Regions from separate parts of the Mus musculus genome. Here all the other regions are linked to region 2. A link is a contact called in public ChIA-PET and promoter capture Hi-C data. All regions are on one chromosome and are shown on one strand. The core of a region is the stretch at or near the end of the contact, and the rest is flanking DNA. Distances in the headings are between cores, read along the strand shown.

Region 1 (2,700 bases), core at 125-2,624, 650 kb before region 2:
GTGTGCTTGACCGCCAGTGCGCCAGTGCTTCTATGCAGGTCTACTATCTTTTCAAAGCCTGAGAAAAATCAACATTCACAAAATCACCTGCTAAAATTTATCATTTCACATTCGGAAGCACTACTGACAAAATGTAAGTCGCCTGACCCCAAAGGTAGTCCTCAGATGTGTTATATTACGTTACAGCCTAGTCTTGGGGTGGGGGTGGGCTGCAAAGCAGAGGCTTATTGCTGAGCTATAATCACAGAAAAAAACAAATGTCCCTGATAAAACGGGGGAGGGGGGGGCAAGAAACACCAGGATAAATTACATCATCGGGGGATTATTATTTAAGAAAAATGTTGGATTGATTCAAGCTCCCCTTCTTTGCAAGACAAAGTTCATTCAAGATCTGCTTGCCTTGGTCATTCGCTAACAAGCAGATCACTGGCAAAAAAAAAAAAAAAAAAGATAAAGCCAACTAAATTATCAGCCCTCCAGTTGGTTCAGCCCCCGCGCACCCTTTCCCAGCAACTGCTACATCAAACCATCAAACTGAGTTTAGCTTCCTGAAGGCACAGTGAACACCCTAATACCCCTTCCACGCCCAACCCCCAAGATCCCTCATATCTAAACCGAATGTCCTTAAACTGTACTACTACCGATGCTCTCCGAAATGAAGTTTAAGCACCTGACAATTATTACATCCAAACTGTACGAAGCCGAGATCCCAAGATTTTGGTTCAAATCTGCTAGGACCGAACTTCCTTTTTCTCCCCGCGGGTCCTCCCAGCCCTTCCGCGCGCCAAGGTCGCCACTCGGGGCCTGCAGTGACATCACGGTCTGTCTCGGTAGAGCCCTGACATCACCCGCACGCCGAGCCTCGGCACTGTGACCTCACCACCGCAGGCTCGCACGCCAGGGCCCCCCGGGGAGGGTGGAGGAGACGCGCCGCTCACCTGCACGGGGACACCCGGAGCCCCGCGCCCCGCACGCAGCCCACCCGCGGCGGCCTAGCTTGGGTCGCCGGACTCCGGGCCCAGGGAGCAGCCGGGCGCACGACCTCGGGGCCAGGCCGCGAGGACGGCTCTCTGGAGGACGCTGCGGCGGCGGCACCCCGAGCACGGCGAGCCGCGGTCCCCGCCCCCAACGTTCGGCCCTGCCGCGGGGAGCAGCGGGAGCCGCCACGGTGTCCACCTGCCCCGCGCCCCGCAGCCCCGCGCCCTCGCCCGGCCCACCTGTGCTTCTGCCGGGCCAGGGCCTGGCCCGGGGCTGCGGCAGCCCGATGCGGCGGCGGCAGGCCTGACTCGCTCCCCGACACTGAGGCGGACCAGGAGCTCAGCGCTGAGCGGCGGAGCCCAACGCTCGCCCCGAAACCCATTTGTTGGCTAAACCGGCGTGACATCACGCGCCGGCCCAATCGACGGTTGCCCGGGGGCGGGGCCGCAAAGCCTGCGTGCGCCAGCGCCCCCTGCGGGCGGCCGCGAGCGCTGTGGGGAGAGATGGGAGCTGCCAGGACAAGCGCCTACAAGCCTGGTGTGGCGGGAGATTGGGGAGTTTGAGTGTCACTGCACAACAAGGACCCTAACCCTAGAGCACAGTTAGAGTGACAAGTTCATTAACACTCCCAGGTGCTCCAGAAGCCTTAATACGTTTGACCCTGTTAGATATCCAACATGTCTGGGTTCTAATCTTGGTTCTACCACTAGCGTATGGTTCTATTTCAATTTTTATTTTTATTTATTTTATTTTATTTATTTATTTATTTATTTATTTATTTAGGAGACAGAGTTTCTCTGTATAGCCCTGGCTGTCCTGGAACTCACTTTGTAGACCAAGCTGGTCTCGAACTCAGAAATCCGCCTGCCTCTGCCTCCCGAGCGCTGGGATTAAAGGCGTGTGCCACCACACCCGGCTCATCTATTTCAAATTTTTAAAATGAGCTATTTAGCAAGCCCATGGCCCTGGGTTTGATCCTGATGTCCTACACACTGGGCATGTTGCTTCATATCTGTAATCCCAGAGTTTGGGAGGTGATGTCAGGTGCGCCACAGGTTCATGGTCACCCTCAATGGCAAAGCAAATTTGGGATCAGCGGGAGCAGGGCGCGGGTCCTCTCTGTTAAGAACACTGGCTGCTCTTCCAGGGGAATTCAATTCCCAGCACACCACAAGGTGGTTCGAAACTTGTCTGTAACTGCAGCCTCATGGAATCAGACGTCTTTTTCTGGCCTCCACAAACACTGCATGCACGGAGACAAAACACTATACACATAAAAAAAATTTTTACAAAAGAATATATTTTCCATAAAATTATGGCAGAAGTACCTACCAGAAAGTACATAAACTTTAAAGTTAAACTGCTAATCTACAAGAGCCTTGTAAACTTATCAGTGAAAGAAAAAAAAAAAAAAACAACAACAACAAGAAGACTCAGCACTTAAGAGCACTAGCTGCTCTTCTAAAGTACCCAGGTTCAATTCTCAGCACTCTCGTGGTGGCTCACAATTATCTGTTACTTCAGTCCCAGGGGATCCAAGACACACATCTGGTGCACACATGTGCAGGCAAAATAGCTATACACACAAAATTTTTTAAACAGCCTCACATCAGAAAATAAAAAACCTCTTGTGAAACGTGTGTGTGAAGTCTTAAAGAATCAAAATGTAGAAATAGGACCAGTGAGATGCTGCAGCAGATGAAGGTACTGACACTAAACCTG
Region 2 (2,700 bases), core at 172-2,671:
CAAACAGATTAGGCCACTTCTGCCACTGAAGAGATCTCTATTGTGTTAAAGATGGAATAGAGTCAAGTTCCAGGCTTCTCCCCAGAGAAGAGGATTTTCTCTGACACCTTGCCTATTTTGATGCTCCAGTGACTACATCCTTCCCTCTGCCATTTCAAGCTAGAGGAGAAGGCCAGAGTGGGAAAGGAAGGCTCTGCAGGTGCTCCAGCCTTCCTCCCCAGCTTCTACAGATCCACAGCAGAAGGTTTTCCCTTCCTACTGTTCACTTTGTCCCACCTTCCTTAAGGAGTGGTGTACAGGAAATCCATTTACCATTACCAATATCTGGATTTAAAACAAATGCTTATAGAGATTCAAAACTGCATAAGGTGCCTCTCACTGAAAACCTCTGGGTTTAATATGGAGATCCAAAACTCTATTTTTAGAAATCAAAGTTGCTCTTGGCATTTCTCTCTTCTTTCCTCCCTTCCAATTTCTTTCTTATTCTTAAAAACTATATTATTAGTTTGTGTGTATGGGTGTTTTGCCTGCTTGCACCACAAGCCTGCAGTGGCCCTGGAGGCCAGAGAGTGTTTTGGATTTCCTGGGGCTGGAGTTACACTGTCAACTACCATATTGGTGGGTTCTGGAGATCCGGCCAGGGTGGAGAGAACAACCTGTACTCGCAACCCCTGAGCCATCTCTCCAACTCCCATCCTTTCTTATTTTTGAAAGAGAATTCTACTAATCGTTTGAGGATAATAGTTATGGATGACAAAGGAGGAAGTACCAAAAGAGTATACAAATATTAGAATGTTTTAAAAATCTCTTATATTTATTTTTCGTAAAGTTGCCAATCCTTTCATCCACATAGTCTTTTTTGTACCTCATACTGTTTCTTAGAAAGGCAAGTTTATCTCCGTTATGGAATACCAGTAGTAATACATTTAAAAGGTCGTAACTTTTTGAGTGTCACACTTTGAAACAATAAGAGCACCTGGGTTTCAGAGTTCAATTCGCTGTAACTTGAGAGTAAAAGCCAACATGATCAACATTGGTAACCATTTACTGGTGAGTATGAATAGATTTTGGAAAATAAATTTATTCAGTAAGTTCTGGAAAGCAGGCAGGGTCAGGGATGGCGCCCTGGGACAGGTGCAAGGATGAAAGCCGCGTCTACCTTTGAAAAGCATTAAATCTGCAAGTAAACTGTAATCGACACGCACATTTACCACTCAAGTCATTAGCTCAGGTTTGGCACCACGAAATACCTGCCGTTAAGGCTTGTAGAATATTTAAAGACACCAAGAATCTGCGCACCGCTTGGCTGGCTCATTCCTTGGTAACGGCGCAGCATCCTTACTTAACAGGCACCAGAGGCGCCCGCGTCCGCATTTCGCCAAATTTTGGGCCTCGCCTCCCGCCGTCCGCTGTCACGTGCGGGCCACGGCGGCCGCGTCCTTAGGTGGGGGAGGCTGAGCGGTGCGCCAGCCGAAACAGGAAGGGAGTTGGCTGCCGAGCCATTCTTAAAGGGGCCCAAGAGATCGCACGGCAACGGGCCGCTGACGACCGGAAGGAAAATGGTAAGTGGCGGCGAAGGGAGGCACCGCGGGGTTGGACGGACTCGCAGTCCGTTCCCGACTTCCAGCGGCAGCGCGGAAGACCCCCGCGCTGCGGGCGGACGGTTGGAACGTGGCCTCCGCGTGGACCCTTGTGGTCCCCGCGGCGGAAACGGGCTGGGCCTGAGGGCCGGCGTTGTAGGCGAGTGTCAGGGTTCTGGTTGCATTCCGGCTTCGCCCAGGCTTCTTTCTACCTGCACCCCCTTGTTTCTGGCTGAATAGCTCCCGATACCCACATTCTTCCAGTCCAGGCCGTTGGAACCCATGTGACCCAGGGCTCTGATTTTGCCTTTAAGCAACTGTCAGAGGTTTAGTTTTGCTGCGTCTGGGGCAGTGGTTTCTGATCTCCTTGACGATGGACCCCAAGCATAAAGACAAAGTGGAGAATTAAGTCAGGTGCTCTCAAGGACCTTCTGGAGCCTTCCCAAAGTGTTTTTTAAGTACGACCAAGTATCATGGAAACAACAACAGGAAGACACTTATCTATAAATCCTCTCTTGGGGACCACTTCCGTCTAGCAGATCTTACCGCGGTCATTGAACCCAGTGAACTCGTGGCTTTTCATCGTTTTGACCTTTCAGCTACATTCCAGGGTGTTGACACTGGTGTTTGAGGCATCTCTTTAATTTTGCCTACCCCAACCCCCTTGGCTTTTGGGATTCAGAACTGGCTTTCCTCCTATTTCTGCTGATGCATCTGTTCCCCTTGGATTCCTTTCTCCATTCCTTGGACTATGCCCGTGAGTGCCCTAGGCTCCATTCCAAGGCTTCATTTTCTATTGTTTTTCTCTTTGCTGAACTTCTGGCTTCAGTAACCACCTACGTTGAGTTGACCTGTGAGTTCCTATCTCTGACCTTAGCTGAGATCCAACCAGCAGTTACATTCCACTTTTTGGTTAATTTCATCACACAGAAGCCACAGAGGCTCCTCAGTTTGTCCAAAAAGAACTCATAGCTTCCTCCACACATCTGGTCTTCATTCAGCCGGAATTCTGCAACTTGGCTAAAGGTGTGTTTGTGTTCCTTACACAAAGCCAGAAGTCTAGAAGTTATCTTTGTAAGTCTTTATTTCCTTCATATTGAATCTAACCCAGTTCTTATGT
Region 3 (2,700 bases), core at 149-2,648, 550 kb before region 2:
TCATCCTAGCTGCCTGGAAGCCAGTCTTCCACTAGCAGCCTTCAGATGAAGATGTAGAACTCTCAGCTCCTCCTGCACCATGCCTGCCTGGACGCTGCTATGCTCTTGCCTTGAGGATTATTGACTGAAGCTCTGAACCTGTGAGCCACCCCCACCACAATTAAATGTTGACCTTTATAAGAGCTGCCTTGGTCATGGTGTCTGTTCACAGCAATAAAACCCTAACTAAGATACTTCCCCTGCCCCCAAAGGTAAATAAATAAAAATACGGAACTATAAACTTGAAGCAAACATCTTGGAATTTCAGAAAGTGATAGTTTTTACACACTGGTTTCTGTTCTTTTCCTCAGAATTAGCCGGGTCACTAAGTCCAAATGTTCTCATTATCCAGAAACCCTACTCCCCGGGGGTCGCTTTATAAATATTCCAATTTCTTCAAATAGGAATCACTTGCTTCCCTGCTAGGGTTAGCCGGAATCCTAAGCCTCAGTCTCAACTCCCCCTCCCCACCCATTCCCGTCCCATCCTCGATTCCCTGCAATAGTGCTTGAGTAACATAATTCAGCATAAATGCAACCTTTGAAAGCCTCTCGCTAAGGGTCTGCACTCTGAGACCAACACGGCCACACCCAAGACTTCCTCCACCCAGATCTAGAGGTTATTGCACAAATAACCACACTGGTCACGAATGAGTCACTTGGCTTACAAAAAAATGTTAGAGGTTACAGTAGTTCTTCATCCCGACACATGCGCACTAGGGCTTGGGCAGCACTGTCCTGTGCGGTCAAGCACGCAGCGGGTGGCTATAGCCCCTACCTCCGCTGAACCTGGTGGAACTCACTGGCACCACACAGCAAGATCTCTAGTGGAAGGCTTCCACGTGCACCAAAGGAGCCTGCTGGAATTCCTCCAGGAGTCAGGAATCCTGGGCGATGTCTTTTGAGTCTCCAAACTCCCACCCCCACCCCCAACGTGCCAGAAGAGGCACCTGATCCCTATGGCCAAGCTAGGGGCCAGCTACAAGGTGGATCTCCGTAGGTTGTGGCTCACTCTAACGCAGGGCTTCGAAGGAGTGCCCAGGGCCCGCTGGCATCCCGCCATCCCAAAGAGACTTAGTATGTAGGTCGTGAATAACTTTCTCCGAGAGTTACCCGCAGGAGAGCCAAGGCGGTAGACCAGCGCCTGGGACCCTGAAGGTCACCTCCGTCCATCTCCCGGGAGCCCAGCCCTTTCTTGGTGCACTGAGCAGCACCGGTCCCCGCGCCCCGCGCCGCTCACCTGGGTAGTGCTCTCTGTGCCGCTCACCTGATTAGTGCTCCACCCGCCGCTCCGCTAGCTGTCAGAGCTGGGCGGTGGCTCGGCCGCTTCTAGTACTCTTTTCCCCGGGCCCGCCCTCCCAGGGCGGGGCAGCATCCCTCGCCCTGCAGGCGCCTGGCTGGACCGCGCCCCACGGACCACGGAGCTTCCCCACAGTGGACTGGGACACGCCCGCCAGCCTGTGCCCCTCACCTGTGCCCCGCAGTGGGCCCTAGCCGACCGCACCCAGACTCTCAGACTCACCCAATTCCCTTGTCTGAAGCTGCCTGTCAGGGTCTCATCCTGCCCCTAATTCCTTCACCTGAAGCCTTCCGCAGAAATGGCAGTGACTTTGAGTGTGAGGGAAGGGAGGAGCAGGTGTCCCTGACAAATCTGAGATGTAAGAGGTGCCCCTGTTTGCATTCACTCCTGCTCTGGATTTTGCTGGGCTGGGTAAACCCAATGTGGTACATAGTAGGTTCTCGGTAGGTATTTGTTGGTTGATTGATTGATGAGTGAATGAATGAATGTGGACGAATGAATTAATGAATGAAGTAGTATGAATGTGTGAATTGATTCCTAGGAAGATGTTTTCTCAAAGATTGGAGGAGAGTTACAGCACGGGCAAGGGGCAGTTAAATCAAGAGGACAGGGTGTAGCTCTGTCTATATGAAAATAGTTACAAGGAACAGCCGCTTTTGCAAGAGGCTGATAACCAGTTTGGAACCATTTATATAGATTAAAAACTTGAGTGATGTGGTTAAGGATATTCAAGATAATTTTTCCCCAGCTTCAGATACATCAGCTAATATCTACCAAACACTTATGCACCCCACTCTATGCCTAGGGCTTTACATACATTTATGGAGTTGGCATTATTTTAATCCTATTAGGTCCAAAGCAGCCCCCCAGAATGCCAGTGCTGGTCCTAAACAGAGGGACTCTGGCTGCACAAACAGAAGCTTATAGGTGGTTTCTGTTGACCAGGGATCTCCCTTAGTCTGCCCCCAATGTCAACTACCTCAGGCAAGGGCACCTGCTTCCCGGTCAATCCCAACAGCCTGTAACAGCTCAAAGCCCCCCATTCTGCTGACTTCTCCCCACACCCGGGGCAGGGGAATGTTTATTGCCTTGGTGGTTTGAGCCCCAATAAACTTATCTTTCTACTCATTCAGTGATGTCGCTGTGCCCTTGCTTACAAATCCCATTTTAGACATGAGAAAATATGGGTATAGAGAGTCAAGCATAATCCCGTAAGGGTGCTTGCTACAAAGCCCGACGCCTAACTTTGATCCCTGTAACTCAAGAGGAAAGAAGAGAACCAACTCTTGAATGTTGTCATTTAAGCCACATACACATGCTCACATGCATATGTGCAAATATAAATGCATTTTAAAATATTAA
Region 4 (2,700 bases), core at 164-2,663, 570 kb before region 2:
TATGCTGGGGGCGCAGGGACAGGCTTAGCAGAATCCTCCTGCCTCAGCTTCCAGGATGCTGGGATTACAGACTTGCTCCTGACATACTGTGGGTATTTCTTAATTGTGTGTTTAGCTCTCAAAGTAATTTATCAGTGTCTCTATCATATAAGAATTGTAATTCTGCCTGTGACCACCAGATGTCTCTCCTTCTACATTGTTTGGTTGTTTGGAGAGAACTTTATGAAACCTCATCCACCAGCCCCCATCCCCACCTCCTCCAACAAGGGCATACCTACTTCAGCAGGGCCACCTCTAATTCTGCCTTAACAGTTCTGACTGGGGACCAGCCATTCCCACGCATGAGCCTATGGGGGTCGTTTTCATCCACACCATCAGACGCCACAAGGTGGTGCTCAGTCGGTGGGATGATGTCCCCTTAATATCAGCTGGTCCTGAGCTGAAACAGGTGTGCATTCAAGCCATGGGGGACAACATAGTGAGACCCTGTCTCAGAATAAAAGTTAAAAGGGCTACGGACTTAACTTCAGTGGAAGAACGATTTCCTGGTATGCACAGGGAGGGCTCTGGGGTCAGTCCTCAGTACCACAGGAACAGGAGAAGGTGGTAATGAACATACCTTTAATTACTATTTCTCCTTGCAGAAAAAAATTGTGCCCGGTAGAACAAGCAAAGCAAAGCAGGATGACGACGGACGAGCGGCAGCTAGGAGTCGCCTTGCAGCCATAAAGAATGCAATGAAAGGCAGGCCACAGCAGGAAGTGCAGGCCCACGCAGCAGCTCCGGAGAACACAAAGGAAGTTGACAAAATAGTGTTTGATGCTGGGTTTTTCAGAATCGAGAGCCCAGTGAAGTCATTCTCAGGTTTGTAGCTTTGCTGAGACTGAAGAGCGGTGTTTGGGCCAACTGGGGGCTGGAGTGAATGGTGGAGAGTGACTTTCCCATGAAAGAGCCCACACGCTGATGGCTAGAAGTGGGTTCTGTGCTGGCAAGCCTGCGTGCACATCAAATATTGAGACGAGTGCGGGCTTGTGCCTGTTCTCCAAGTGATGCCATAGCTGTCTCTGCCATGCAGTGCCAGTCTGTCTGTGAGGTTCCGAGACAAGCTGGGCTAGGGGTACAATGCAGAGGAAGCAGACCTGAGCCATCACACTTCCCTCAGCCATGCCCTTCTGCACGGGGGTTGAGGGAGTCATCTGTGCTGCTGTGTTTGAGATCCTTGGGGGCAAACTCAGCTTGACATATGGTTAGCAAGCACTTGTCCCTCCAGACATAGCCTCCTTTTCTGAAATCCTCTCTTTTTAGACAAGGCTTGGCTAAGTTTCCCAGGCTGTCCTTGGACTCACACAGGCCTGTAGCTTGCTGTCTGAGCCTCTGGAGAGGATGTGGTGTCGGGCTTGTGCCACCAGCCCCCACTGCGCATCCCTGTATTCAACAGTCTCCTGTACGCTACCCACGTGAGGTCATTCTCTTACCTCCTGCTAGGACTGTGGTTCTGGCAGCAGCTGCTCAAGTGCCATGTTGGAGGAAGCCGAGTATCTCAGCAGTTTATCTGTAATGCTTTCTTGTTCCCCTGTTCCCATGACTAGCCTATGTTTCAGCGGTGTTTGGTAACCATCTACAGCAGGATACAGCTGATGTCTCAACTTACCAGGAAAGACTCTCTTTTGACTCGGGGTTTCTCTGTGTGGCCCTTGCTGGTCACTATATAGACCAGGCTGGCGTCAAACTCACAGAGATCTCTTACCTCTTCCTAAGTGCTGAGATAAAGGTGTGCGCCGCCACTCCTCTGAGTCAACGCTCTTGACCCAAGCACTTGTTGCCTGCGTTAGCTAGGGATAGCCCACTTGCTAATTTACATTATACCTTCTAAAACATTCTTCCTGTAGAGGTGCACCTCTTCGTCTTTCTTTCTAAGTTTTAGTTTGATTTTATGTACCTTTACCTACACTTTGTCCACACCACGTGTGTGCCTGATGCCTGTGGAAGTCAGAGGAGAATATCAGATCCCCGGGACCTGGAGTTAGAGCTGTCGTGAAATATCACTAGGTGCTGGGAACCAAACCTGGCTCCTCCGGGAGAACAGCCAGTGTCCTTAACAACTGAGCCTCTCGGCAGCCTTTTGCATCATAGGCATGGCATATGAAAGCTAAGCACGGGCTAACGTGACGATCCTCTTGTCCCACAAAGCCCCTGGTACTGGACAGTAACAGATGTTGACAAGAGCAGGCTCTGTGCCTCCTCTCTGAACAGAGACTGGCCGGAAAGACTTGCTATGGGGCTTGTTCTTCTTATTTCCAGTCCTGTCTTCTGAACGTCGTTCTCAAAGATTTGGAACACCTCTGTCTGCCAGCAAAGTTGTGCCTGAGGGCAGGGCTGCAGGGGACCTTCTGAGACAGAAGATGCCACTGAAGAAGCCGGACCCTCAGAGCAGCAAGAGCGAGCATGTTGATCGGACGTTTTCAGATGGTCTTGAAAGCAGGTATCTCTTTCATGTGTACTGTGAGTTTAGTGGTATTGACGTGAGCTATCGTTCCATATGGTTAAGCTGGTAAAGTATATATATCAGCCGTATGTTTCTAATTAAACTTCACATGTAACCCTGTAACATGTGGGCAAGGCTTCCTCTTTTCTAAGGAAACAGACTTCAGATTTCAGGTTGGAACCAACTCTAGTGTTGGTAATCATAGCCACTCAGGG

What was found. ChIA-PET counts read pairs in DNA pulled down with a chosen protein or histone mark. Capture Hi-C pulls out chosen DNA fragments and counts their contacts.
Region 1: an RNA polymerase II ChIA-PET map of memory CD8 T cells shows a contact between it and region 2, with 14 read pairs. The contact joins the promoter of Fbxo34 here to the promoter of Gmfb in region 2. A contact is called at or near these places in 7 of 39 promoter capture datasets (the C10 cell line, fetal liver, hematopoietic stem and progenitor cells and 3 more), 7 of 484 Hi-C or Micro-C datasets (CD4 T cells, CD8 T cells, LSK cells and 2 more), 2 of 115 datasets of contacts at active chromatin or transcription factors (bone marrow-derived macrophages and memory CD8 T cells) and 1 of 9 other capture datasets (liver).
Region 3: a contact with region 2 is called in a promoter capture Hi-C map of adipose tissue. The contact joins the promoter of Lgals3 here to the promoter of Gmfb in region 2. A contact is called at or near these places in 4 of 39 promoter capture datasets (the 3T3-L1 cell line, the HPC-7 cell line, cranial neural crest and 1 more), 5 of 115 datasets of contacts at active chromatin or transcription factors (astrocytes, bone marrow-derived dendritic cells, effector CD8 T cells and 2 more) and 2 of 9 other capture datasets (adipose tissue and liver).
Region 4: an RNA polymerase II ChIA-PET map of memory CD8 T cells shows a contact between it and region 2, with 57 read pairs. The contact joins the enhancer-like site here to the promoter of Gmfb in region 2. A contact is called at or near these places in 9 of 39 promoter capture datasets (the 3T3-L1 cell line, the C10 cell line, the HPC-7 cell line and 3 more), 1 of 484 Hi-C or Micro-C datasets (regulatory T cells) and 2 of 115 datasets of contacts at active chromatin or transcription factors (memory CD8 T cells and regulatory T cells).

Annotation. Positions count from the first base shown.
Region 1 is chr14:47,471,235-47,473,934 of GRCm38.p6, reverse strand. Fbxo34 (F-box protein 34) reads right to left here and starts at 1,374. Exons shown (of 3, transcript NM_001146086.1): 1 at 1,218-1,374.
Region 2 is chr14:46,820,963-46,823,662 of GRCm38.p6, reverse strand. Gmfb (glia maturation factor, beta) reads left to right here and starts at 1,421. Exons shown (of 7, transcript NM_022023.2): 1 at 1,421-1,562. The coding sequence starts at 1,560.
Region 3 is chr14:47,372,558-47,375,257 of GRCm38.p6, reverse strand. It overlaps Lgals3 (lectin, galactose binding, soluble 3), which reads right to left and starts at 1,398. Exons shown (of 6, transcript NM_010705.3): 1 at 1,306-1,398.
Region 4 is chr14:47,393,919-47,396,618 of GRCm38.p6, reverse strand. It overlaps Dlgap5 (DLG associated protein 5), which reads left to right. Exons shown (of 19, transcript NM_144553.2): 14 at 645-864; 15 at 2,302-2,482. Among named protein-coding and RNA genes, the nearest start is that of Lgals3, 21 kb to the right of the region's middle. Within about 2 kb of position 1,413, at least 74 of the 459 cell types and tissues checked have an H3K27ac peak or open chromatin away from gene starts, as enhancers often do. A contact at or near this core is called in the HPC-7 cell line, hippocampal neurons, memory CD8 T cells and 1 more, where this site is marked.